Linked DNA regions of Anas platyrhynchos: region 1 is linked to region 2. A link is a contact called in public Hi-C data. All regions are on one chromosome and are shown on one strand. The core of a region is the stretch at or near the end of the contact, and the rest is flanking DNA. Distances in the headings are between cores, read along the strand shown. Region 1 has its middle 60 kb from the start of CTNNB1. Region 2 has its middle 7.9 kb from the start of CTNNB1.

Region 1 (4,456 bases), core at 619-3,118, 52 kb before region 2:
GCAGAGATTTGCATGCGTTGAAAAATGCATGTGTGTCGCTTCACAGAGCTGGCTTGCAAAGCAGGCAGTATTTCTCCCTGCAGCTTGGTGCCAGACCGAACATCTCCATTTCACTGCTGGAAACTCAGACACTCAAAAACGAGAAGCCAAATCACCTCGCAATCAGTGCAGGCACTGTGCTTCGCACTGCAAACAGAACACAGCCACCCTGCCTGCCTCTCTGGTTCCTGTAAAATGCCTTGTTATCCCTCTAGGCTGCAGAGTTAATGAAAATTCAGGCTCTTCTCGCTTATTCCAGTGAGGAGGAGATGCAATCAGGTATCTCTGCTGAAGCTCTGTTCATTCGGAAGACTGTACAAAACCCCACTTCTGTAAGCACAGGAGGAGCAACACAACAGAAAGAGGTCGTTCTCCTGTCCTTCACTCCCAGCCTCCTTTGGTCAACACCCCAACCCCAAACTGACTCTGGTGTCTGCCAAAACCACATAATGCTCAGACTCTGCTCAAACTTTCTGCTGCTGCTGAGCTCTGCTATTCCCTGTACACCTTTGCTCCTGTTTTCCTACAGCAACATAAGTGCTCACCACACCCGCAAAACAACATTCAGCCCAAGTTCTGTGGTGTGGAGCAGGCCAAATCCTAAAAAATCTGTCCTAAAAAATCCTGAAAAGTCTGCCTTTCTTTGGGGTTGGAACATGTTTAATATCTCTTACAGACATTTGACATGAAAGATGCCTTTAAATTTAGCTTTTTCATAAAGATTTACCAGAGCTGTAGCAACTCTCACCACCTTTATATAATCCTTGCAGCTAAAAGTTAAAGCTAAAAGCACAAAAAAAGATAAACTGAATTTTTTGTAGAGTTCACTGACCAGATCCATTAGGTTTATAATGCACACAGAGATGCGCTGTCATCCCTCCCAGCCTGCAAACAAGCTGTGGCTGAGGAAGGACTGTAAACTACCTCTGTCATTTCACTGTCTTTCAGCATCGCTTTTGTTTTGAGGACGAACCAAATGCCACTTTGCTACTGATCATTTGGATAGAAACCTACAAAACATCCAGCGGGGTCAGACCAAATCACCCAGAATCGTCTCTGGCATCCGGCAAGAGCAGATGCTTCAGGAAACGTGCAAGAAAAGGGCAAATTCAAGCTCATCCTTCCTCAGGCATGGGCTTCCAGCTTCTGACAATCCGAGCTGAAGGATGTCTTCATAATGTGGTATTTAACTCCCCTCAAGAGTCTTTTCTGATCTCAATCTGTCCGATCACTTTTTGATTGCATGTCACTTTTGGCCTTCCCAGCCTCCTCTAGCTACCAGGGCCACAGCTTAATTATGTGTGTTTGTTTTACATTTACTGCCTGGTCAACTGAAAAAAAATACAATAAAATAAAACAAGCTACTGGACACTGAGTAAAATGGGGAGAAATAGTAAATAACTACCCTTTGTTCATCTTCTCCAGGACATTCATCGGTGCATTTGTGTTCAACCAATCTCACCCCCTGCATTTGTGCAATAAACTTTCAGACCTATTTACACTTCTGCTATCTAAATATCTTGTGGTAACAGCTTCCCAGGGTAAGACCGTGGTGGTGATTTCTTTCGATTTGTTTTAAGTCTACCGCTTGATTAATTCACTGGGTATCCCATTTATACTGTCAGGAATAGTAAATAATCCTTCTGTTTATACTTTCTCCAGCCATTTGTGGTTTCACAGCACACTGCCGTAGTCCACCTTGGCCCCAGCCATCTCTCTCTAGACCGAAGTGTCCCGGTCTGTTTAATAATAGATTGCTGCTAAACTTAACCATTGCTGCTGGAGGAACTGGTGTGTATAAAGGCAGTTTCTGTGGCTGCTCTCAGGGTTTCGTTTTCCTGTTTCATTGACCTTAGACACAGTGCCTTTCTGGAGAGTATTTAGGTCAAAGGAATGTAAGATACCGGAAAAAATGTGAAAGCATGTGTAAAGAAAGTATATTCCCAAATGCTTTGGGGAGGGGAGGAAGTGAACTTTATTTGCATCTGCAAGAAACAAGATGTGAGAAATGTACTCTTAATTATGTGCAAAAGTAGAGCGTACAACGTATTGTTAGGCACTTGTCTGAAATAATCACAAATCTTTATTTTTTATTAATGAACTTTGATCAGAGTTAGAGCTGCGCTATATGTTAAGGGAGCTGACTATTATTTTTTTCTGTTGACATACCGTTAAAATCAGGAAAGATAGCAAATATAGAAAACATCAATATCCCTGTCTTGCACAGAAAAGGGAAGGATAAGATGGAAAAGTTTGAATCAAAACATACACAGAGACATAGTGTGCTGTGCAGATAGAGGAGTTATTTGTCTGCAGAGAAATTGCTCGCTAGCTAGACAGACAGAGAGATTATATATCAAACATTACACAGTGACTCAACATTGTTTTATATCGGCCTGCATTATATTGGAAGGAGAACTACATACTACTATGACTTTTAATAAAAATGAACTTCCATGGAAATGTTTATGAAAATCTTACTTCTGGAAGGGTAATGTGCACCACAAAGGGCATCTTGAACATAATTTCAAAATTCTCTCACTCTTTATATCTACAAGACTTATTTCACTGCATTTTTTTCCCCACATTTTGCCTAAATCTTCAGTGTGTACAAATTAGTTCTTGAGATAAAATGGAGACAAATCTTGTTCTGAACATTTCCAGGAGTTGTCCAGGCCAATACATCCTATGGTATGCTAACACATTACAGAAATTGACAGTGCTTGCTGCTGTTTCTGAATTGGTGGTGGAAAAAAAAAACCAACAACATTAAGGTTGTACTTAGGAGTCTGAATAAGCAAGCAAATTTCCAATTTGTTATAGCCCTATAATTTGATTACAACCGATCTATGAGGGATTGGCAGTTGCCTTAAATTTCTTGGTTTGTAATTGCTAGCTTCACATTTTTCATGAACATCCATGCATTCATGTTTTCTTCATGAGCTGCTCACGGTCAGGTTATCTCAAATATTTGATCATCCAGCATTTGGTGCCTGTGTTCCTGTGCAGCACTGGTGGTGGCTTCCAGGCTGTGTCACACAACCCTTAGACAAAGAAATGGAGACTTGAAGAGGTACATCCAGCAGCTGCTTTGTCCCACAGGAGGTGGCCCAAATTGCTGAGGGGCTCTGCCCCCTGCAGCTGGACCCTATTTAGCTCGGGCCCTGACTTAGCTTAAGTTGGTTGGGACCTACCTTATGTTGGGATGTTTGCACTTCAGTTCCTGGAGGGAGCATAGGCTTGGTCATGTTCTCAAAGCAAAGCCTGTTGATGGAAGACATTTTTAAGCAGATTTTTTTTTTTCCCCCTAGCATTTATGATGGCCCAAGTTGCTTACCACAGCTTTGCTGACATGAGGTAGTTTGGGCTGTAGGTCTGATGGCTGGGCGGGTTGGGCAGAACCTTAAATTAAATGGGGATGTACCAGTCGTCAACCTGGACAGCTGCATTTGTCCCCGGATATGTTAGCACCAACTTGACAGAATGGTGGGAATAGGAGCACAAATTGGGCCTTAAAACAGTTATTTAGGTTGTGTGGGTATTCTTATTTCAAACTGGGAGGCATTCACTTCAGCTTAGCTCTGGCTGCAGTGTTTTCCCCTTAAGAAATGATGAATATTTTCCTCAGAAAGCAAACATTTTGGTTTTAGAGACTTGTGCATATTTGATCGCCCATTTTCTACCAAAAAAAAAAAAAAAAAGTATCGAACAACCCTAATTGAAGGCTTGAAGAGAAAGCTAAAAGGGAATAAAAGAGGCCTTACTGAGCATTAATACTGTCCAGGAGGAAAGCTCTGGCACATTCACGTTGGGAGGCAGTTACAGCCCCTATCTGTCAATGCTAATATGCCATGCAGAGAGAAATGTCTCCCATTACACCTCCAAACGTGTCAGTGATGTATTTGAAACATACCCATCAGCAGAGGACACAAGCATGAGAAGCATTTTGTTTTGCAGCAACAGAAAAAAAGATAAAACATTGGAAAAGGTTGCCAACAAAGCAAGCTCTGTGGTGAACCATAGCCACTCTGTGGAAGATCTGGAAAAGACAAGCGAACCTTAAAAAGGACAATGAAAGGGAAAACCCCTGCTAGAAGTAGCTACCAGTAATTCTGGAAATAAACACCACAGAGGAGAACAGACAGAGGAGGATGCAGAAGGGGTTACTGAGGCCATGGGGTGAGCAGGGAGGATGATGTGATGAAGGAAGGATGTGCTGGGGACCTCTGGCTTTGCTTCCTACCTTTCCTGCAAGTCACAGGATGTCCCTGGGGAGGTCGTAGGTTTTTCTGCACCTTGTTTTACCCCGTGAGAAAGAGCAAATGTAATGGTGTGTTTGGGGGATGGGATGGCATGGCATGGCATGGTATGGGGCAAGCATGTGCCATGGCTGACCTCTTCCCCGTCCTGCTCCCAG
Region 2 (4,387 bases), core at 1,408-3,907:
TCAGTTCGCCTTAATTAAAAGTGAGTTGAAGAAACATCAGTGTCAGGCTTCATTAGCAAGTTTGTTGCCTAAGCTGTACTTCTTGGAGCAGCAGCGTGTCTCTGTGTAAATACGTGTTTGTTCCGACAGACAAGCGGAGGCACCCAGGACGTGTGCTTTCAGATTCATCAGTATTTCATTAGTGTCAGTGCAATTATGACTAATCGCTCTGGTTTCTGAAATCAGAGATTAATGTTTAACAGCCATTTTCGGGGCTGGCTACACAGTTGCAGCCTAAGAAAAAAAAAGGGAGATCCTTTGCTACATTGTCACTGTTAGAAGTGTGGAAGTAGAAGCTTTAAATTCTACACAAACAGCAGGGAAAGATACTTCTGTAATAGATACTTCTGTAATACAGTGGCTGCCAGTCCTGTTAGTGATGTATGCTGCCACAAGTGACTGCAGAATGATTATATCTGTCTTTTGGATGCTCAAAACTGGGCAAGAAGCTTGAGGCCTGGCAGTGGTTTGTAACTGGACTTTCTTACAGTGTGTTGTAAGAACATAAATAACCTAAATCTGGTGTATTTGACTCTCTGTGGTTGTGGTGGCAGCTTTTTAGTCCTACCTAGCCACATATAAGAAGAGCGGTGCTTGGCCCAGGCTGCTGCTGTCTCCATTAAAGACCACTTAATTGGTAAAAGTGGGGGCACATGGACCAAAAGCTCATTAGGTTAGGGCTGCTTGCAGACTCTGCCTTAGGCAAAATTGCTAGCTCATCCCTAACACAGCAAGGCAGGAGCATGCACAGTGCAGGCCCCTGTGTCCCTCAGATAGGAAGTGGTGACTTTACACAGTGGTTATAGAAGTGTTCTTAATGCTTTGCCCAGCTGTGGAAGTATTCCAGCACAATAAATGCTGCAGGAAGGCCCTAATCAGAAGAGCCTGCTGGTGACCAAAAGATCTCAGTCGCTTGCTGCACAGAAGTGACTTAGTAACTGCTTTGAGGCTACATGCGTGAATTTGTGCTGCTTATTTGATCTAAACAGTGAGGACAGAGTAATTGGGTTGCTAATCTTGTTAGGAACTTGCATTAAGTTCATAAACCCGAATCTGTCATACCAGTCCTTTAATACTAGGCTGTGAACTGCTGTCAAATGGTTGGTGGGCACATTTTGTGGGGAGGGATGGTTTTTTCTTTGCTAAAGCTGGATATGTAACACCTGATGAGTAGTTGAAGCAGTTTCTCCCATCTTACTGTAAGTGTTAAGATGATCATCTTCTCTCTTTTGGACAGAGAAGGATGCGCAGGTACTTGGAGCCAATTTTGACCATTGTATTAAATTATAGATTTTTTCTACTGTTGTCGTACTTGCCAGTGAAATGCTCTAAGCCATTACTTTCCAACATGAACTGATAATTTCTCTGAACTATCAGCTTGAGCATAGCTGCTGCTTGTGTCTCTCAGAGACAACCAGTGATTTTTACAGAGTACAAACAAATTGAAGTGCACAAAGTGTAGCTTTGAGAAAATCACTTTGGCACCTGAATTTGCAGGTCTTATTAGAAGCTGCCGGTTCATGTGCCTGTAACTTTGAATGTAATCACTTAGGTTGACAGACTCCTTGCAGCAACTCAGTGCTTCTGTAGGTAAGGGGAAGAAAAATGCTGTGGATACTAATGCCATAGCTTCCCTGAAGTGATAAAACTTAGTGCAATGAGCATTCACCTACTACAGAAGTAATATACTCTAGTAGTATATGAGACTGAGAAGGTCTGCAGTGTCAGTCATGGGGCTGAACATAGTATACACTCCTAGGCTCTGACCTGCACCAGACAAAATTCTGTAGAGTATCACTGATGGTTATAAATTCTGCTGAGATAGCTGCTGAGTACCTTTTGAGCTCTCTGGGTGACCTATCAACAGGTAACTTTGGCTAAAATTCCCATAAAATGTCTGTCTTAAAGGTATTAGAGCACCTCTACATGACTTGTCAGCTTTATTCGTGGGGCTTCCCAGCAGCATGTCAAGCTTCAGAGCTCCAGATCTGTGCCCAGATGAGCTGTGTGAGCTTTGTAACGTACCTGTGGAGCTTGGTCTGAATTCTGATCTGTGAAAACCAGAGCCTGGAGCCATCGTCTGGGTGTTTCCTGGCTGACCAGTGGCTCTCACTGGTCAGACTGGTGTGAAGTGTGCCTTTGCTGCAACTTGTAATGGGCTGTATTTAAAAGAGTATTTAACCTTAGCACCTGGGAAGGCCCTGACATGTTGAGCAAGCTGTTAGGGTCTAAATGCTGTGCTAGCTGCCCAAGTCCTGTCCTACAGTGAAATTCACTTCCTGAAGCTGAGAGGTGGCTGACTTGGCACTGGAAGCTCACCAAGTCCATTTCTGATACATTTCAGTACCTGAACTTCCAGTCAGGGGTTAAAGGTGCTCTTCAGTGATAGACTGAAACTAACTCTGTCCTTTCTGGGTGGTGTTGTGTGGCTGGGAGGAGCAAAAACACACCTGTATGCTTGAAATGTAAGGTGCTGACACAGGTCCTCACTTGACAAGCTGGGTGAGATGTGACTTTTCACTAGCTTGCTGTCCCTTTTGCAGGGGAAAGGTAAATCAGGCGACACCTTACAGTGTCAGGGCACTGCAGAGCCCTGATCCTGCTGCATTGGGAAGCTCTGGTGGCCCCTTTCCTGTGATACTGTCACGTGTGCTTAAGGCTGCATGGACTCAAAGATAAGCCTCTAACTTTCTGTCCCTGTAATCTGAGCCTTTCCCTCACTTCGGAGGAGTAAATCCTCTTTCAGCACAGTTTATAACCCAGTTCAGAAGTCTAGCCCAGGCAACTGGGTGCCTGCACTTCAGTTTCATTAAGCAGCTGTAATCAACTTTCTTGGAAGTCTTGGAAGAACAGAAATATTTGTATGCTGTGTGCTTTAGGTAACGAGCGTGTGAATAGAAACTCTGCTCTGTGCTCTTAATTGGCCTCAGATTGCTGAGGTGACTGAAAATAGGCCAGCACAACACTACTTGGTGATGTGGCACCAACTGAACTCCTGTAGGAGTTAGTGTGTGTGGGCTAATCAGCCTTGTTGGAAGGGGTTTTTAGATAAGCGAAGGCAGAAGGCAAGGGCTAGAAACACAGGAAAAATGATGCAGTAGTAAAGTGGGGTGCTTGAAGGGGGAAAAATGGAAATGAAGCAGCAAAAACAGTGATTGAAAGCAGAGGTAACTCCTAGTGAGCATGGACAGACCTGTGTATGCTGTCAAAAACCCCTCTCCCAACTCCAGAGCTGTGGCTATTTAAGCCAGTTTGCCTCTTTCAGCATGTATTAAGGTTATTTAAAGCTTGGAAGTTGCAACCTGTTAACCTCTGAGAGAGGTCAGCAAAACAAATACTGTTCAGGTTTCTTAATTTCCTAATGCTTGACTGAAGCAATGGATCTTAAAGAACAATTTTATATATTCTGTGTTAGTGAGGCTCATCATGATCTGATCAGCTGCGAGGCATTGCCTGCCTTTCTGCAGGCACTTCCCGAATGTATTGGCTGGCAGCATTCCAGCTGCAATAAATTTGGCCTGGTTGCATTTACATCAAGTACTGAGTTGATTGCTGGCCTGAGGTATTGCTTAGTGGTTGGAGGGAACTGTGTTGAGCAAATGTTGCTTGAGGAAGTGACCAGAGCAGTGCTGTCATGAGCCAAAGTTCGTGAGTTTGTTCCCTTGTGAGCTGGATTTCAGGGTGGGTACGTGCTGTGGAAGGCAGGCTGAGTTTCCTGTCGCTGTTGGTAGCTCCTAGCTTTTAATACATGCTCTGAAGTAGTTCATATTGCTACACCTTGGCACAGCACTTAAAAATAGTAATGCTGCTGTAACTCACGCTGTGGTACCGAAGGCTGCAGAGAAGTGTTTCTGCCATCCAAACTGGAAGAAGATAGAAATGTTTTAGAGCTGTGAAAACACATAGTGTCATCTTCTTTAGAGCTGTGAAAATGCAGGGTGTTTTCCCTTGGCTGTAAGGTTTGACTTTTTTTTTGTTGCATATTGTGCAAGTTACTTCTGTTTACTTGGGAGATCTTCAAATGACCCTGACAAGATACTTTCACCCTGTATTAAATACCAGCTGCGGTGAAAGTTGAAGGAAGCCTCATTAATGTGAAAAACATGAAGTTTTATATCCTGACTCCTGGTGCGGATAATAAGGGAATCTGTAACTTGACTGTTTCAAACTCAGCCTCCCAAAATATCAAAGTTGTCTGTTGCTTGGTTTAGGGCTGTACACAATCAGGTTTAAACAATTATTTGAGAGCCAGCTTTTCAGTGAGGTTCAGAGTAGTTCTTGTCTATCCATGTCCTTAAACTGCTGGTATGAGGAGAGACTTGAATCCGGAATTAAATTCAAATTTACT

Evidence for each region. A called contact is a pair of places that touch in the nucleus more often than the background predicts.
Region 1: a Hi-C map of small yellow follicle shows a contact between it and region 2, with 2.8 times the contacts expected there. The contact joins two enhancer-like sites. A contact is called at or near these places in 2 of 8 Hi-C or Micro-C datasets (F5 follicle and small yellow follicle).

The regions. Positions count from the first base shown.
Region 1 is chr2:113,401,328-113,405,783 of IASCAAS_PekinDuck_T2T, reverse strand. No RefSeq gene overlaps it. Among named protein-coding and RNA genes, the nearest start is that of CTNNB1, 60 kb to the right of the region's middle. Within about 2 kb of position 1,868, at least 4 of the 8 cell types and tissues checked have an H3K27ac peak or open chromatin away from gene starts, as enhancers often do. A contact at or near this core is called in small yellow follicle, where this site is marked.
Region 2 is chr2:113,349,726-113,354,112 of IASCAAS_PekinDuck_T2T, reverse strand. It overlaps a transcript of CTNNB1 not described here. Among named protein-coding and RNA genes, the nearest start is that of CTNNB1, 7.9 kb to the right of the region's middle. Within about 2 kb of position 2,657, at least 5 of the 8 cell types and tissues checked have an H3K27ac peak or open chromatin away from gene starts, as enhancers often do. A contact at or near this core is called in small yellow follicle, where this site is marked.